Regions from separate parts of the Hordeum vulgare genome. Here region 2 is linked to region 1. Evidence: chromatin contacts called from public Hi-C data. All regions are on one chromosome and are shown on one strand. Each heading gives the region's core, a stretch centred on a gene start, on an enhancer-like site or on the middle of the called end of the contact. The rest is flanking DNA. Distances are from core to core; before and after follow the strand shown. Region 1 has its middle 190 kb from the start of LOC123448079. Region 2 holds the start of LOC123448077 (methylesterase 17-like).

What was found. Hi-C and Micro-C count contacts between places; a contact is called where the count stands out from the background.
Region 2: a contact with region 1 is called in a Hi-C map of leaf, with 2.6 times the contacts expected there. The contact joins the promoter of LOC123448077 here to the enhancer-like site in region 1. A contact is called at or near these places in 3 of 6 Hi-C or Micro-C datasets (leaf and seedling) and 1 of 1 datasets of contacts at active chromatin or transcription factors (embryo).

Annotation. Positions count from the first base shown.
Region 1 is chr4H:117,027,509-117,031,126 of MorexV3_pseudomolecules_assembly, reverse strand. No RefSeq gene overlaps it. Among protein-coding and RNA genes, the nearest start is that of LOC123448079, 190 kb to the left of the region's middle. Within about 2 kb of position 1,521, at least 3 of the 3 cell types and tissues checked have open chromatin away from gene starts, as enhancers often do. A contact at or near this core is called in leaf and seedling, where this site is marked.
Region 2 is chr4H:117,217,462-117,221,618 of MorexV3_pseudomolecules_assembly, reverse strand. It overlaps LOC123448077 (methylesterase 17-like), which reads right to left and starts at 2,414. Exons shown (of 4, transcript XM_045124848.1): 1 at 2,077-2,414; 2 at 1,621-1,761; 3 at 1,373-1,507; 4 at 943-1,284. The coding sequence starts at 2,319. The coding sequence ends at 1,015. It overlaps LOC123448079 (a long non-coding RNA gene), which reads left to right and starts at 2,462. Exons shown (of 3, transcript XR_006631605.1): 1 at 2,462-4,157. It overlaps LOC123448078 (methylesterase 17-like), which reads right to left and starts at 848. Exons shown (of 4, transcript XM_045124849.1): 1 at 174-848; 2 at 1-5. The coding sequence starts at 392. It overlaps LOC123448080 (a long non-coding RNA gene), which reads left to right. Exons shown (of 3, transcript XR_006631606.1): 3 at 899-982.

The DNA of each region.
Region 1 (3,618 bases), core at 272-2,771:
ATGTGAACAATCTAAACCTCATAATATGGAACTCTGCTTTCATGTTGAACATATGCAAAACACAATCTTCTTTAGAAAAACAGGGCACTATTATTTAGGCTTAACTCTGAATCTATTGCAGTAAGACATGTCTGAATAATTCAGATCTCTCAAAATACAACTCTGCTTTTATGTTGCTCATATATGAAAACTACCATCTTAATCCATCATTGTGCACTCGAAAAATATGTTTGATCGTAAAAATGTGTTCTTCACTTTGATAGGTTTGTATTCCCCCTTCCCTCTTTTCTTTAGAGATAATAAGGTGGTCATAGTATAATATGATTTCAAATTTTATACTTACTTGAACTTTATGTTTGTGAAGACGTGCAACGCACGTGCACTGTTATTAGTTTGTGTGAAAGAGAGAGAGAGAGGCTGCTCCTAGGACTCCTCCCTCTCCTGGCCCAGCAGTGGAGCAGCAGCTAGCGAGCAGCCTCGCCAGCCCCGCAGCCACACAGGCATCGTGCACCTCTATACGGCTGCGCATCCAGCAGCTCCACGTCGGCAGCCGGTCGATTTGATGGCCGTCCGGCGCCCGCGGCCCCTACAATACATGCCCCTGATGCCCTAGAATCTCCCCTCTCTCCGTTCCGCCCTCCACCCTGCCTCGCCGCCGCAGGTAAGCCCCCCCAAGTGCCATGCTATCGCCGCGTCCGTCGTGCTCCGGCCGAGCAGCAGCTCGTGCCTGGGGTTGACATCTCCGTCGCGGTCCCGCTCGTTTGGTGCACGGGAAGGAAGCCCCTGGTGCTCCTCTTCTTCTACGAAGCCAAGGAGGACACCGAGGTTGTAGATCTTCGCCGCCCCGAGCTCTTCTTCCTGTTCGTCGCGGACCCGAAACACCGGCACGCTCCGCTGTCCTGAGCAGCGTCTGCGACGCGCCTCCAGCCGCTTCTTCTTGCCCATCGATCCCTAGGTGAGCCACGCGTCACCCTTGAGCTTTCCGGACGTAGATTGCTAGGTGTATAGCACGTCGTGCCCGTGCCAAGACCGCGCACTTGGTGCTCTGCACCAAGGTGCGATTTGTTTGCGCTTTGTCCGCGTAGAAGCTCGTGCGGTAGCCAGACAGCGCAGCTAGCCATGCCAGCATGCCAGCGCCCCGTAGCTCGCCCGCCTCGCCTCGCCTCGCCGCGTGCTCGCAGCACCTGCTGGCTTGCTGCCATAGCCGAGACGAGCGAGCCTCTGCTCGTGCTCGAGCTCCGACGCCCCTTCCTTGCTGTAGAGTCGAGCAGCCCCGGGAACGGGACCCCTAGGGTTCCCGAAGCCTCTCCGGTAAGCCTCAGCCACCGCCTTCGCCGCACCGCTCGCTGACGACGTGTCGCCTTGTCTGTTGCAGTCTTGCAGGGAAGAAGACGGGTCGGCCCCGCATCGCTCTAGGGTAATATAAGTCGAGACGCCCCTGTGGTCAGCAACCGTGGCATAACCCAGTGGTTGACCACTTGACCGCCCGCGCCTCTACCATGAGGTAGTCGGTTCGATTCCTCGGATCTGTAGAACACCCTTATGTGAGTGAGACCGTGACAGTGGGCCCTTGGCCCCATCTGTCATCCTCTTAGGGGCTTGGCTCACTGCCAGCTGTACCCCTCTCCATTTATTTTTAATGTTGTTTCTGAGTGCTGTAGAAAATTTGCCCTATTTAGAAATTGTCCAAATGTGGACTCTGCCCTATATGGCATATGCCAACTTAGGCAAATGAACGCCCCATTTTTGCATTATGTGAGTGACACCGTGACAGTGGGCCCTTGCGTCGGTTCGATTCCTCGGGCGCGCTGTAGAACACCCCATTTTTGCATTATGTGAGTGAGACCGTGACAGTGGGCCCTTGGTCCCATCTGTCATTCTCTTAGGGGCCTGGCTCACTGCCAGCTGTACCCCTCTCCATTTATTTTTAATGTTGTTTCTGAGTGCTGTAGAAAATTTGCCCTATTTAGAAATTGTCCAAATGTGGACTCTGCCCTATATGGCATATGCTAACTTAGGCAGATGAACACCCCATTTTTGCATTATGTGAGTGAGACCGTGACAGTGGGCCCTTGCGTCGGTTCGATTCCTCGGGCGCGCTGTAGAACACTTCATTTTTGCATTATGTGAGTGAGACCGTGACACTGGGCCCTTGGTCCCATCTGTCATTCTCTTAGGGGCCTGGCTCACTGCCAGCTGTACCCCTCTCCATTTATTTTTAATGTTGTTTCTGAGTGCTGTAGAAAATTTGCCCTATTTAGAAATTGTCCAAATGTGGACTCTGCCCTATATGGCATATGCCAACTTAGGCAGATGAACGCCCCATTTTTGCATTATGTGAGTGAGACCGTGACAGTGGGCCCTTGCGTCGGTTCGATTCCTCGGGCGCGCTGTAGAACACCTCATTTTTGCATTATGTGAGTGAGACCGTGACAGTGGGCCCTTGGTCCCATCTGTCATTCTCTTAGGGGCCTGGCTCACTGCCAGCTGTACCCCTCTCCATTTATTTTTAATGTTGTTTCTGAGTGCTGTAGAAAATTTGCCCTATTTAGAAATTGTCCAAATGTGGACTCTCCCCTATATGGCATATGCCAACTTAGGCAGATGAACGCCCCATTTTTGCATTATGTGAGTGAGACCGTGACAGTGGGCCCTTGCGTCGGTTCGATTCCTCGGGCGCGCTGTAGAACACCCCATTTTTGCATTATGTGAGTGAGACCGTGACAGTGGGCCCTTGGCCCCATCTGTCATTCTCTTAGGGGCCTGGCTCACTGCCAGCTGTACCCCTCTCCATTTATTTTTAATGTTGTTTCTGAGTGCTGTAGAAAATTTGCCCTATTTAGAAATTGTCCAAATGTGGACTCTGCCCTATATGGCATATGCCAACTTAGGCAGATGAACACCCCATTTTTGCATTCTGTGAGTGAGACCGTGACAGTGGGCCCTTGGCCCCATATGTCATTCTCTTAGGGGCCTGGCTCACTACCAGCGGGGCCCCTCTCCATTTATTTTTAATGTTGTTTCTGAGTGCTGTAGAAAACTTGCCCTATTTGGAAATTGTCCAAATGTGGACTCTGCCCTATATGGCATATGCTAACTTAGGCAGATGTGACTTATAAGAGCATGGTGTAATAGTATAGCCAACTGCTGGCTATAAGTCATCTTATAGGCCATCTTATAACTAGCTTGTACAATAGTTAGCTATAAAAGAGTACTACTTTTATTATATAGGCGCACCTTTCATCCTCACAAAGCACCTAGGAGCACGTGCTAGAGCTAGCTCTTCACGAAGAGTCCGCTTCCCTTCTCTCTCCTCTTCTCTCTCATCCAACTCAATAAAAATATAGTATGTTAATCCTTACTGTCTGCTGACTGTACCTTATTGTGCTTGCTCTAAGTCAAATAAGGATTGGGAGTGATTTTCATTTCAGTTTTGTGTCTGTTTTCTCCATAGGAATATATGAGTATGATATATGGTGTTTGGGTAGAATTACCCAAGGAATCCAATGGCGGCATTGATTTTGTCTTTTGAACAAGTTTGCAAAACTGATATTTTTTGATGATGTGGCATTTTGTGAATTTTGTAGTATGTTTTCTAGGCATTCTTTGGTGGAAGTG
Region 2 (4,157 bases), core at 1,165-3,664, 190 kb before region 1:
ATCACCTGAAATTCGATCAAAATGAGTTTAAAAAGATAAACCAAATCGCCTATAACTCTTCACCATTTTGAACACATGTCCCTAAGCAGCTTCACAACAAAGCAACAAGCTACCTTCAGCACTTTGTGGCCATAAGTAGTTTATAAATTAGCAGCAATACTGCAGGATCCTACCTTCTCGCCTTCCGGCAAGGCAGAGATGAGGCCCAGGAGCGGCTTGTCATACTGCTCGAATGACCGGACGGTGTTGGGGTCGGTAGGGTCTACGCCGCCTCCAGCAAGGTCTATGCAGGTCACCTGGTAGCCAGAGCCCTCAAGGAGCCACCGGAGCTTGAACCAGCACCACCCTCCATGCCCTTCCCCATGAACAAGCACAAAATGCTCCCCTGCCATGCCCGTTCAGTATCTGCCTATTGGGTACATCATTATCTCTGTACCAAACACCGGGACAACTGCATTTGTGCGGTCAGTTCCAAATGTCAAAACCAAGCAGATCGTCCATTGAGGTCTACTATAAATGGATGCCATGCCAGGTGCTCTCTACATATCTTGCATGTAAAATGGCAGGATATAGCGTGTGGACCAGCTGGTTTCTCTCCTCCCTACATCGTGTTTGGCATTTGGCCCTGACGGACGTGCTAACTTATCGGAGGATGTTTTGTGGTGTTAATTGCTGGTTTTGCACCATGATATATTCATGTGTCGTACATCTGGAACTTAACATAGCCTTGTTTGTAACTTAATTGGCATGTACTTCCTCCGTTCCTAAATATAAGTCTTTAAAAAAATTCCACTATAGATTACATACCGATGAACATAGACATACTTTAGAGTGTAGATTCATTCATTTTGCTCCGTATGTAGTTTGTAGTGAAATCTCTTAAAAGACTTATATTTAGGAACGGAGGGAGTAAGTAACATCACACAGTGAAGACTGGAGAAGTGGAGACTGGAGAATACAATAGCAGGAGCAGCTAGGCGTCACCCAGACCGTGTATGCATGATGTACAAGTGGTCACAGTAACTTGATGATGAGTTGAAAGAGACGCTCCGGAGCGGAGAAGAAGGGGCTGTGGTCGGTGTCCATGGCCACAACCTTGCTCGGTGGCCACCGGCGAATCATGGCCTCCTGCTGCTCCGGCTTCACCATGGAATCCTTTGCCGTCGTTATGTACACGCGCCGCACCTGGTCGATCGCGCTGCTGTCCCCACCGCCTCTCCCAAACCTGGCTGCGCTCAAGGCGGCAGGCCATGGACGGAGTAGGATGGAGGCAAGCGCAGAGTCCTGAACAAACATCTTACAGTTACAGCTCCGCGACCATGGCATATAACACATCGGCAGATGATTCAGCGCTGCAATTCCATTAACCAACCTCTTGGGGGCTTTGCTGGGACAGGATCATGCGCTGGAACTCTGGCCGCAGTGCTACACTCGTTGGCGGGTGGTCTATTCCAAGACCAAATGCTAGGTCATACACGTCCCCAAGCTCGGATAAATCAGGTACGCCCTGTTAAATTTCAGCTGAAAGTCTTTAAAAGCAAGAACTAATGGTAGCTGCTATTGTGACCGGACATAATAAGAGTTTAATTGAGCGTATGATAAGAGAGTTCAAGCAGTCACATCTTTGATGTCTTGTTCCGTTTGGTAGCCAAATGGGAGCATGGTTGCTGCTATGAAGATTGCCTGCTTAATCCTGTCGCTGAATAAATGCATTGCATGGGTCACACTTAGCCCTCCTGCGCTATGCCCAACCAAAATCACCTGAAGGAAATATGCCGCCGTTAGTTTGTTGTTGTGCTAGTATCAATCAGTAACACGAGATTTCCTTGTTATTATGAGTAATTTTCTTTGATTCTCAGTATGTTATACACTTTTATCCCACAAAACCACATTTTTTTCATCTATCATGATTCCCAAAAATATGCAGTAAAAGAATTTAGTTTAGAGCTATATTTTGTTATCCTGAGACTGAAAGAGTAGTGCAGTAACCAAAAAAAAAAAAAACTAGTCCATGCATGCAAGCATCCAATTGCAAGCAGGGGTGTGGGCGTGTGGGTACACGGTTACTGTCGTCACCTTTTCGCCCTCCGGCAGCGCGGACAGGAGGTCGACGAGCGGCCCGGTGTACTCGTCGAACGACCGGACAGAGTCGGGGTCGACGCGGCTGCCTGCTGCCCCGGCAAGGTCAACACAGGAGACGCGGTGGCCGGAGCCCCGGAGCAGGGCCAGGAGCCTGAACCAGCACCAGGCGCCGTGGCCGGCACCGTGCACTAGGACAAGGTGCTCCTTGCCCTTGGTAGCATCGCCGCCAGCGTCCATCTCGTCAATAACTTGTACCACTACGATTGTTTGTGCGCCTGCCTATCTATCTGGGGGTATCTGCGATTGCGTGCCCGTTAGTGATGAGCTGCTTAAAACTTATATAGGCGAGGCCAGGCAGTTTTGATTTCGATGTCTTCAAAGTAGATGCCGGGAATCAAACTTAAGACGTTGGCCAGAGGGACGAGGTGCCACGAGGCGATGATCAGTCTATTCAGATACTTGGGCAGGATGGAAACATAGATCGGTCTACTCATGTTTGCTTAGAGCAACTTCAGCTCCCAGGATGCCCCTAAGGACACCTTTTTAGGCTCGGTGTTAGGCTTGGGGGCGTTTTTTGACCGAAAAACGGCCCGGCCATGCCCTCAGCGTCCCCAGGACGTCAAAATAGCGCCTGCGTACCCGGGCAGAACCCGACGCGCTTCGGGCTTTTGGGGGCGTCGCAATCCACGTCTTTTCATGTGTCCTTTTTTAGGTCCACTTTTTCATTACCTTCATAAATTTTTGATTGAGATGGGGGTATGGTTGGAAAGATACATCTTTTTTATCGTCGGTTGAAGTTTTCGACCCTTCAAGACACCAGTTTTTTAGATTCGGAGATGCTCTTACTCTTCAAACGACCAAATCGCATGCATTCAACGACCAGCTCAGCGTTTCGCTCTTTTACTGCACCTGCCCATGCATAAATCTCGGGAAAAAAGATAGGAAAATAGTTGTCCACAGCACATCACGTCCTCGGGGAAAAGTTGACTCGGTGCGAGCCGGTCGATGGAGACAGGTAAGACCAAGTCCAACATGTATAGGCTATGTGTATGCACGCCATTTGTCACGTACGGTATGTCTATGTACGCGGCACTAGAATTGCATAACTTTTTTTTTTTGAACGAGCTAGAATTGCATAACTTGAATCACTCAGGATTTGCACTTCACGTGTTTTGTCCTTTTATTATTTCCTGGGTGGATTTCTAGTCCTGTTTTATCTTGTTCCACGTACATGCATGCCGACTTCACGCGTGGTTTGACTCTTTCTTACCGATCGGACACCTCGGGCTAAGAATTTACGGAAAAGGTCTTTCATCTCTGTTAGATTTTCTGGCCTCATGGGTTTAATAGCAGCCCATATACGTAGAATGTTAAGTTGCCACTCTTTCCTTCCTTAGCCTTTATGGCTTCCACGTTTCTCTTTTCCTTCCTTAAGCCTTTATTCCTTCCACGTTTCTCTTCTCTGTCATAATCCCCAAGACCTCTTCCTGATAACGTGGGAACCGAAAGACGTATATAAGTTGCGTATATTGTATATGTATATAAGTTGCGTATATAAGATGTATATTGTGTGTGGGACAATTTTTAATATTGGTATCACCTTTGCCATAGCTCAGTTGGCCATGACAGTCTGTACTAACCTAAAGGTTGCGAGTCCGAATCCTCCTCACTTTTTTTAATGAAACTTGGTTGTACGAATTAGTACCACCTCATATATTTCACGTAATATAAGATCAGACGCGGGACGAAATCAAAAATATTACCTTGCTTTATTAGTAGGTACTAATAAAATGCCCGTGCTACGCTACGAAACCACATGAAAGTAAGCCAAAAATAGTTTCTCCTTGTTCAGTTATTCGAAACATCCAATCAAGATCTTCTAAAGTTACATAAGAAATAACGGTTTATTTGTTTCCTTATCATCTCTATTATTAAAGAGGGATGTGCAGTCGTCGTGATGGTTCGACCTCCTTCCTCCCCCATACGAGATCGATACAGCAAAAAAATCTCACCTCGCTTCGTTCGATCTCCCTTCCCTCACGTCTCGCACTTCTTCCACACGGTAAAAAAGAAAA